Linked DNA regions of Sus scrofa: region 1 is linked to region 2. A link is a contact called in public HiChIP or PLAC-seq data. All regions are on one chromosome and are shown on one strand. Each heading gives the region's core, a stretch centred on a gene start, on an enhancer-like site or on the middle of the called end of the contact. The rest is flanking DNA. Distances are from core to core; before and after follow the strand shown. Region 1 has its middle 100 kb from the start of WNK1. Region 2 holds the start of WNK1 (serine/threonine-protein kinase WNK1).

Region 1 (5,106 bases), core at 1,833-4,332, 100 kb after region 2:
CAGGGCACTCGATATTCCCTTTAAGATGGACTTTAAAAATGACAGCAGCATCCTTATGTGACTGAAAGACAGCACAGCACCTACATGTGAGGTGATTTTTTTTTTTTCTTTTTTGGCTGCACCTGTAGCATACAGAAGTTCTTGAGCCAAGGACTGAATCCAAGCCACAGCTTTGTCCTACACTGGATCCTTAACCTGTGGCACCACAGCAGGAACTCCAAGGTGATCTAGTTCCATGGCCTAGGGCAATGCTCAGTGGGCATCTGGTTTCCAGGAGCGACTCTGTAACAAGGACCTCCCCCCTCTCACCAGGCGGGAATCACGGGTCTAACTTCAGCTCCTCGCTTCGTAGATGAGGAAACTGTGGTCTGGAAAATAAAGCGCTTCATTCCAGAACCCAGATCCCCTAACCACCTCCCTGGCTCTTTTTAAGATGCTCTTAGGGCATCCTGCCCCCTCAGCCCTGGGGCTGTCCCTCTCCTCCACCCTCTCTCCTCACCAAGACGTCTCCAAAGGGCACCCAAGGGAAGGGATGACTCTTCTCGGCCTGTGGGATCTGGGAAACAATCAGAGTAGAGAGTCAGCTGGGTAATGCCAGGCCCTGGCAGCAAACTGGACCACCAAGCCTTGACCACGGCCACCATGGGCTGAGGGTAAGCGGGGCAGGACTGCCCACCTTCTTCGGTCCTCACAACAACCCCCGCGAGTTCAGTGTTATCTATCTGAGCAGCAGCTGCAGCAACACTGATCCTTAACCCATTGTGCTGGGCTGGGAACTGAACCTGCATCCCAGTGCTCCCAAGAGGCTGCCAATCCCATTGCACCACAATGGGAACTCCTCAGTGTTTTCTCAACCATCTTCATTTTACAGAGGAGGAGACTGAAGCTTTGAGGGGTGACAACAAGGTCACCGTCACTAAAGGCTTCAGAGAGAGGATTCAAAGCCAAGTCTAAATCCAGACCCTGAGCTGGTGACAGCTCTGCAAAGTTACCTATGTGAGGCTGGCTGGGCTCAAGACTGAGGACTACGCTCTTTGCTACCCCTGGGCTCAAGGAACCATTCTAACCCCAGTCACAGCTTAGCCGTAATGCCTTTGCCTCTCTCTTCCAGAAGCCTGGGCGCATCTTTGCTGTGCCTGGGGACAGAGCACTTATCCTTTCAAATCTGATTCTAGCTCACAGCCTGTGCGCAGAGGAGGCTGGAGATGGGCAGCTCCTCTGCTCATTCCCACCTCTGCTTACGCCACTCTCCATGCTAAACTGCTCCCTCCCCAACTCGATGACTAATGAAAGAGGTGGGCTCAAACAAAGGCTCCCCTTCCCCACAAAGCCCTTTGGAACCATGGGATTCAGACACTGATTTTTGCGATTCCTCTGAAGCATCTTCTCTTTGACCTTAAATGCAGCTTCTGCCTTTTGTCTCTTCCGACTCACACCTGAGAGTCTTACACCCCCAGAGAGCTCCTGGAAAGCAAGTCTTGGACATATTCTGTCTCCTCCACCCTAAGCGCCTGGCTCAGGGCTGGACACATCATCGCCTGCTAACAAGAACTTGCTGAATTAAAGCTAATGGTCCTGAGAACAAAGGTCATGAAATGTCCTTCTGGTTACTGCCCTCTCTGCTGGCTGCCCACTCCCTAACCATCCTGTGAGGCTCATGAAAGTTCAGGGATGGGTTTTTGCCCCCTTGTCAGAAATAAATCTGACCTTTCCAAGGCTCCTTTGTCTGTGGGGCCCACATGGCTCTGCCTTGAGACCTGTCTTCCTGCTCCTGAGCAGGCCCTCCAAGCACTTGGCAGCTGGGGTTGGGGGGGAGGACAGGGCTCAGAGGCAGGAGACGAGGATGGCGTGCTCCCCACTCTCGTCACCTTCTCAAGGGCACTTGTGAACCAAGTGTGTCTGCCTTGTGCTGCCCTGGGAGGCTGAGAGCCTGTTTCCCTGCAGATGGAGGCGGAATGTCTGGGCTAAGAGGCAGTTCAGCTCCAGATGCAACACCCCACTGTCTCCCCAGAGCCCAGTGCTCTGGCACTGTGACCGAGCGGGCCCTCGGGCCATGGTGCTATCCCACTGACCATCACTGGGTCAGCCCAGACTGCTAAGCGAAGGCTGCTAGGGGTCCTGAGCGAGACACACACCTTTCTTTCTTTTTTCTTTCTTTTTTTTTTTTGCTTTTTAGGGCGCATCTGCAGCATATGGAGGTTCCCAGGCTAGGGGTCTAAAAGGAGCTACAGCTGCCGGCCTATGCCACAGCCACAGCAATGCAGGATCCTTAACCCACTGAGCAATGCCAGGGATCGAACCCACAACCTCATGAATGCTAGTCAGATTTGTTAACCACTGAGCCATGACGGGAACCCTAAGACACATACCTCTCTTAACCTCAGTTTCTTCCTCTGTAAAACAGAGGGGCTGGGCACCACTGAGGGCTAAATTCCTTCCTGCAGTAACGTTCTACAGTCCTAAAATAGCACAGCCTTCTCTAGACTTCCCCCACTGCAACCCCCACCCTGCCACTGACTTCCCACAGGATTTCAAACACAGTGCAGTCAGCGCTGAGCCTCTGCATTGTCTGGTGAGGAGTTTCCATGCACTGGGATGGGCCCTCAACAGAACAAGGTCCCTGCCGTCCAGCACCCTAGAAAGCCATGGTGGGGGAGGGGACACAGGGGCCTTATTCAGTCTGGCATCAAATCAGTAAGTCAGATCCTCCCCCTGGTTACCTCTGGAAAATGCTTCGTCCCCATCAGACTCTGGGAGCACGGAATAGGCTTAATAACAAGACCATCTAAATTGTTTACCTCTTTTACAGTTTATGAGATGATCTTACATCTACTCCACAATTTAAAATCCCCGTGACAACCCCATGTGGAGGACAGGGATTATTACTCCCATTTTACAGACCAGATAAATGGTGGGGTTTCCCTGACTTACCCACACAGAGTGACAGAGCTGAGAATAGCAACATCCTAAATGGAAAACACCGGGGCCAGAAGCCAGGCGCAGGCACACGCCCTTTAAGGAGCTCACTTTACCACAGAGAAGTCCGCGGAGCAATCCCACTAATGTGTAAGTCATACGCAAATAACACGCAAGCATGTGGAACCAAGAGTCTGGAGGTGGTTTGCAAAGGGACAGTGCAAACCACTCACTCTATTCCTGCCCAAGAACCACAGAAAGTGGAGGAGGCCACGATGGAAGAGGATACTGGGGCATTTGCAGCCTGCTTTGTTCCTTCTCCTGACGGTTCTGGTGGAGGAAGAAGGAGGGATTGGAGCCGGAGAGGTTGTGGAAAGAAAAAAGAGCTCCTTCCCTTCCTCTCCTCATCCTGCAGCTCCTGCCCGGAGCTGAGCAGGGTGAGCCAGCCCAACTCGGGCTCTGGGTGTCCTTCATGATGCCCCGGGGGACCGCAGCATGGCTGCAACCCCTCCACGCCCCTAGTCTCTGATTCACATGGGGTGTGCCATGTACCGCGGGGGACTGAGCCTCCAGAAAGGAAGACTTTGAACTGACGACCAAGTTAAACCATACAGTCACTGCAATCGGCTAAGGAAAACAAGCCGACTCTTTCAAAGGTGAGGCAAGACCTCCATCACACCTGGGGAAAGGTCAAGGTCGCTAGCCCGTGGCAGAGCCAGGGTTTACACCCAGGATGGGCGACCCCAGAGCTTGCACGCTAACCAGAGCCCGGCACTGCCTGCACATGGGAGGTCTTTGTGAGGGAGACCTTTGACCAGCAACACCCAGAGGAGTAATTGGAGTCAGGAGAAGGCCAGGCCTCCGGACAACAGTGGCTTCACATAGACTTGTGAAGCAGAGGCCAGGTCCTATAGGAAGCAGGGCCTGGGCCCCAGTGCCCCATGGTAGTTGCCCAACCTCTGCGGCTAAACAGAGAGCTGAGGTGAGGAAATCAGAACATCCTGGGGAGTGAGCAAGGGACAGGAAACAGGCCTACGCCAGGGGGGCAGGGGCCCAGGGACAACCTGTGAGCTTCTGCCTATGGTCACTTCCTTGGAGACTCAGGGACCCGTGAGAAAAAGTGTAGGGGCCAGACTAGTCCTTTCATCCTGAGAAGCCCTACAGCGTCACAGACACCCCCAATTACACACCCAGGCAGGAGGGATGCGACTGCACTCTGGCGGGACACTGGCCTCAGCATCTGTCTTGAAGACAGGTCTGGAGGCAGAAGGACACTAGGTGACAGGATGGAGAGGCAGGTGTTACATAGGGCTTCTCAGCTATTCTTGCTTCTCATTGAAGCAAGGCCTGGGGATCCTCTGGCAGGGACACACTCATCCCCAGCGACTTCTGAAGCCACGAAGGCCTGTACCAGGCTTCACGACAACACCCTCCTAGGTCAGGGCACCCAAGACAACAGCAGGAGTGACCACACCCTTAATAAAATACAGGCAAGTTTAGCTTCACAAGCGCCAGAGACTTGCCACATCTGTTTTGGAAGGTAAACACCCAGGGATTTTTAATCCTGTATTGGCATAACTAGGGATTCTTCTTTCCAGAATTAGGTCACAGAAGAGGCTGCTGTATGGAAGATTTTTGGACAAATCTTAAAGGTATGAGAGAGGAGGGCACCATGCAATTTCCTTACACCATTGAGAAGTCTTGCTTCTAATTCAGAGGTTGGGAGCGAGGCCTGTGTCACAGACAAGAAGCCCCAGATCTCGGCACCTTGGCCTCCCTCCTCTTTGGAGGTGGGGTGGGGTGGGGTGGGTTTCCTGATGTGACTATAACCCCGTCATTGTCATTTGCCTGGGACCAGAGCATGTTTTCACTGTCCCTAAGAGAGGACGCACACAGATGATTCCCTGGCGTGCCAACACCAGAAACTCTGTGCTGCCCCCACCCACGGATCCAGACTCAGGTCCTCCGGAGATCAGGCCCTTGAATCTACACACATTCCTTTTCAGTGCAACCCGTGATTAATCAGCAGGCTGTAAGACATCTTGAAGCACTAACCAGAGGGAGCTTGGTAATTTGTAGGTCACCCAATGCTCAATGCAGGGTGACAGAATTGACCCCAACAATCAGGTCATCATCACTGCCTCTGTTTCCTGTTTCCCTCCTCTGGCCTCAATTCCCAGAGAGGTTCAA
Region 2 (4,890 bases), core at 2,093-4,592:
CTGGGAACCTCTATATGCTGCAGGTTTGGCCCTAAAAAGACCAAAAAAAAAAAAAAAAAAAAAAAAAGGGCAATGTAATCTCTGCAAAGCCCAGCAATATATTTTCTGACCAAGGCAACAGAGAAGTAAAATTAAGGTACATCACTTGTCTAATAAAAACTAGGTAAAGAAATCTGCATCTTAAAAGCTCTCACTTATCACTTAAGATGCTGTGGCATCAAAGTATTACCTATGCATTATTTATTAAGAATCATTATTTGTTTTAAAAGATAACTATGCATATTGTGACTAAAAATAAGCTTGATGGAATGAAGTTTGACTTGTATACAAGTCATTCTTCATCCCCAAAAGCCTATGTATTTCTCTATTTGAAGTGATTAAAATCAACACCCAGAAATGTGGAATTTGCCATAGTTACAGGATCAGATTTCTCCAGAAATCTGATAGTAACTTATACACCAAAACAGAATTGCTTCATTTGAGATTTGCTAATTAACTATTTACTAGACTAGTTTTTCCCCCCCACTGTATCATTACTTCCAAGATAATAAACTATCAGAAAATCCAGATATAAAAGAAAATCCCAGCTATAAAGGAAAACACACACATTACGTTCTGAGAAGTTTTAAAATTTAAATAATTAAAACTAACAAAATTAATCCATAAAGTGCTCAATATTTCTTTGGGTCTAGTCTTAAGACACTAAGGTAACTAATTGAGAGTAAGAAAAGGAAAACTTAAAAAAACACCTAATCAAACGTGAAACCATGAATAAAATCCAGGATCAGTAGCATAAGGTACAAACAAGAAGCAGGTGTCTACCTGTAAACCAAAATGTTGCCTGTAAACCAAAAGGAATGGAACCTAAGTTTTTAAGTATGACTGATCAACATGAAAAAAGTTATGGTTTGACAAATTTTTGTTTTTTTAAAAAATGATCTGCCATCTTTCCAACTCTGAAACACTATAAAATTGAGCACTTTTTATTTCACAATGCCTTATAAGTTCTATGTCACTAACTATAAAACTTAAATTACTTGTCAGTTTTTCCCAGGAAGTTTACTTCCTTCCACATGCTAATTTCCCTTCACATTTGATATGGCCTCAGTTATTTGGAAGGTGACACTCAAAGGGTTAAGTGTTAACATATTAGTTCATGGAAAATAGATAAATTCTTAGACCTTTCAGTTTGGTTCATATTCTATTTCAGTTTGGCCCATTAGTCTTGGCAAGAAGATTATGGGTAATGGCATTTTTCATGTTTAATGCAGGCATTTTCATTCTGTGCAGCTCTGCTTCTTCCATAACCTATACATGTTCACTTCCTGATGAGGACACCATTCAATCAAGCTGCTACAGGTCAAGCAACAAGTAGCCCAAACCCAGCTATTTAAACCTAGAATATACCTGTCAACCAGGATGACACACCACTATTTACACCATGAAAACCTCCTAGAGATTAAAAAAGGAAGCCTTGTGACTCCTTGGGATTCTTGGGAAAGTTTGGCTTAAAAACCTTTCACAAGATTAAAACAATGATAATAACATTACTACTGTCAAAACACATTATACAATTTACACAGGCTCCTGTACTGTTCACAGTATAGGGAATAGGCTGCAGGCATACTTTAGATTTAATTACCAATGTCAGGTCACTGCTAGCTTCTACAAGGTTTAAGCATCATTAGGTAGAACAATATCAAACACTTATTGTACATTTCTAGTCACAAATTATTTACCCAAAGAAGAAATACCTTTTAATAGTTTATTAGATTCCTGTGTGACCACGAACTAAGATACATCCAAAGGAAGGTCATTCGTGAACAAGGTCTTTCTTAAAAACACAGCCTGATCTCACAGATGGAAACACGCGCCTAACACATCAGCAGCTCATCATTGCAGACCTCCTGATGAGTAGAAGGCAAGAAGGCTGTGCTTAATCTAACTCAAAAACTTCCCCACTAACTTCAAGTTTCCTGCCAGACACTAAAACAATAACGAGTAAGCAAGACATTTGTACCAGGATGCCTTTCACCACTCCTTCCCTAGAAGCAAATCGCACTAGCTACAGCCACTAACTCCTATTCTATCCAAACACCTAGGTGCAAGCCCCAAATTCTGGTTTCTACCTCTTTTCAAAAGTTGGCCTCCCACCACACTCGACTTGGAGCGAACAGTTAGAGAAAGACATGCCAAGGGTGAACTCTAGAAACTGGTCGAACTGAGCCAAATCTGGGATCCAAACCACCGTAAAATAAAGAAGTAGCTCGTGTATACCTGCAGTTCACACCAAGCGACCTCCACCGTAGTTTCGGTGTCCAGACCTTTATAGACCGTCTTAAAGGAGCCCCTGCCAATTTCGATGTCAAACTTGAGAAAGCGGCCATCATTGGACATGCCCACTGCCTTGGTCTCCAGCTCTTCGATGTCATCCTGCTGCTGGCTCCGCTCCTCTTGCGGCTCCTTGGCGCTGCCGCCGCCGCTGCCGCTTCTCGCCGACGGGGGCTCCTCTTTGCTCCCCGCTTGGCTGGGCTGGGCAACCTGACGGTCTCGGCTGGCGCTGCCCGGGGCCGAGGCGGCGGCCGGGACTGCGGCGGCCGGCTCCCCTGGGGTGGCGGCGGCTGGCGGCTGCTGGGCCACATGGGCGACAGCGGGGGTCAGAGTCTCCTCGCGGTGGGGCTCCGGGGGGCTCCTCTGCTGGGCCACCGCGGCGGCGCCGGGCTGGGGCAGTGGGAGGGGGAGGCCGGGCAGCTCCAACGCCGTGGCGTTAGAGTCGCAGATGACGCTACGGCGGAAGAAGCGGTGCTCGGTGGTGGTGGTCGCGGCCGCCCCCCGGCTGTCCTTGTCCATGGTGTGGCGGCGACGCCGGTACTCCTCCGTCCTGCCGGCTCCGGCGTCCGCTGCCGCGGCGCCCAGCTTCTCCCCCACCGAGGAGTCCGAGCTAGAGCCATTCTTGGGGGCAGGCGCTGGCGGCGAAAGGAACAGGGAGCCCGGCGGGCTGCTCTGCTGATCGGCCCCGCCGCCAGACATGGTAGGAGTGGGAGCGAGGCAGGCGGCTCTAATTTGGATAGAAGCGGGCCGCTGTGGGCCGACGGCCCCTCACTCGGCACTGACTCGGCGGTCCGAGCGGGAGGCGGGGCAGCGGGCCGGGCTGCGGAGGCCGCTGCGGCTGTCGAAACGGGCTGCTCGGGGGCGGTGGCGGGGCGGAGGCACGGGGGCTGGCGCCTCACCGCCCGCACCCATCGTGCGGCAAGCGGCGGCCGAGCGGACGGGAGCGGCAGCTGCGCGCAGTCATGGGTGCAGCGCGGGAGCCCGCACCGAGTCCAGGCGGGGGCGGCACTGGCTCCCCGCCGCCGTGGCCCGGCCGGGCGGGTTGGGCCCTGAGGCCGGCAGCTGCGCGCGGACCCCCGAACGGCGGCCGCTCAGGCGCGGAGGCGGGGGAGGCCGCGCCGGGGCTCGCGGCCAGGCGGGCGGCCGCTCCTCCTCCCCGCCAAACTCCTGGACGGCCTCACAGGCCACCCATCGCCCGACGCGAGGGGCAGACGCGCGACGCGGAGGAGCAGAGGAGCTGCCCCCGGCCCCGGGCCTCGCCGCCCGCCGCGGGCCCGGCGGACCCCGTCCCCTCCGGGCCGGGGCCGGGGGCTAATAGAGGGAGGGCCGGTGGGGAAGGGCCCGAACCGCTGCTCCTCCGGGCCGAGGAGGGCAGGGAGGAGGAAGGGCAGTCACCCCGTCAGGAGCTTCTGTCACGGAGACGGTGCAGAGAGGCCGAAGGAGAAGAGCCGCGTCCGCCAGGGAAACTCCGCGCTAAATGGCGCCGGGAGTCTAAAACCTCCACACAGCCCGCTCCGGCCCCGCCCCCCAGCGCCCGGAGCGCCCCACCCCCACCCGCTGGCGGGGCTCTCGCGCAGGCGTGCTGTCCCGAGGCCCCTTGGGACTTGTAGTTGACGCGTTGAGGAATGAAAGGGACGGAGGAGGAAGGCGCCTACGACTCCCGTGTCGCCCTGCGGTTACTTAGCCTGATGCCCGACGGGAACTGTAGTTCCTTTTGAAACCGCCCCTTCTGGAAGGTGGGTGGGAGCGTCACCGTGGGTCGCTAAGCCCCATCCCTCAGTCGGCACCAGCTAGGGAAATCATGACTTAGGCATTAATTGTGGAATGAGAGAAGGGAGAAGAAAAGGAAAGGGAGGCAGGACGAGGGGAGAGGCTCCCATCATGCTCTGCTGAGGCGAGAGCGAGCTCTTGGTGTTGCCGTGGCTGGAATATGGGCTGCTTCTGTGTAATGAGGAGCCGCGGCGGTGCTGAGACCCGGGTGTGGTGGAGAGCAGGGGGAGCCGGACCCCCTCCCTGGGCCACAAACTTTGTGCATCACACTGATTGGGTGCGTGGCAAGGAAGGAGACAGGGAGAATGATTGTGCGCCTACCTCCCATAGCACTTAAGGCCGCATCCTCGGCTCCAGCCCAGGACACACACTCTGGCTCTCAGTGTTGGGCTGCCCCAGTGTAGTCAAACGTCAAAGCGAACTCTGCCAGAAAAAAAAAGACTGTACGTGGAAAGGGGGGAAGGTGAGGTGGTAATGGACTCAAAAGACAAGGTCTGCGGATCTTTGCGTCTTTTACCACAAGCTTGAAAGAGCTGAATTGACTTGGACGAAACTTAAATGTCCAACTGTCTTTTGCTTGGTGCTTAATAAACCAGCATCCCTCTTTACTCTAAAGGTGCATGAATGTACACATGTAATCTATATCACGGCTTTGGATGTGGAGGAAATCTGCAGACTTGCGGCTTTCTCGAAAGCAATCCTTGGACTCGCCGGACCCCTTACTCCTCTCAGTTATTCAAGATGGTGCAGGTGATGAGCACCAGGGGGCACCCGACGGAGAAGGAAGCC

The links. HiChIP or PLAC-seq counts read pairs in DNA pulled down with a chosen protein or histone mark.
Region 1: a contact with region 2 is called in an H3K27ac HiChIP or PLAC-seq map of alveolar macrophages. The contact joins the enhancer-like site here to the promoter of WNK1 in region 2. A contact is called at or near these places in 1 of 5 promoter capture datasets (liver), 17 of 47 Hi-C or Micro-C datasets (blood, brain, embryonic fibroblasts and 10 more) and 2 of 2 datasets of contacts at active chromatin or transcription factors (alveolar macrophages and skeletal muscle).

What each region holds. Positions count from the first base shown.
Region 1 is chr5:67,895,442-67,900,547 of Sscrofa11.1, reverse strand. No RefSeq gene overlaps it. Among named protein-coding and RNA genes, the nearest start is that of WNK1, 100 kb to the left of the region's middle. Within about 2 kb of position 3,082, at least 14 of the 83 cell types and tissues checked have an H3K27ac peak or open chromatin away from gene starts, as enhancers often do. A contact at or near this core is called in alveolar macrophages, fetal skeletal muscle, omental adipose tissue and 2 more, where this site is marked.
Region 2 is chr5:67,999,244-68,004,133 of Sscrofa11.1, reverse strand. It overlaps WNK1 (serine/threonine-protein kinase WNK1), which reads right to left and starts at 3,342. Exons shown (of 29, transcript XM_013997884.2): 1 at 2,278-3,342. The coding sequence starts at 3,030.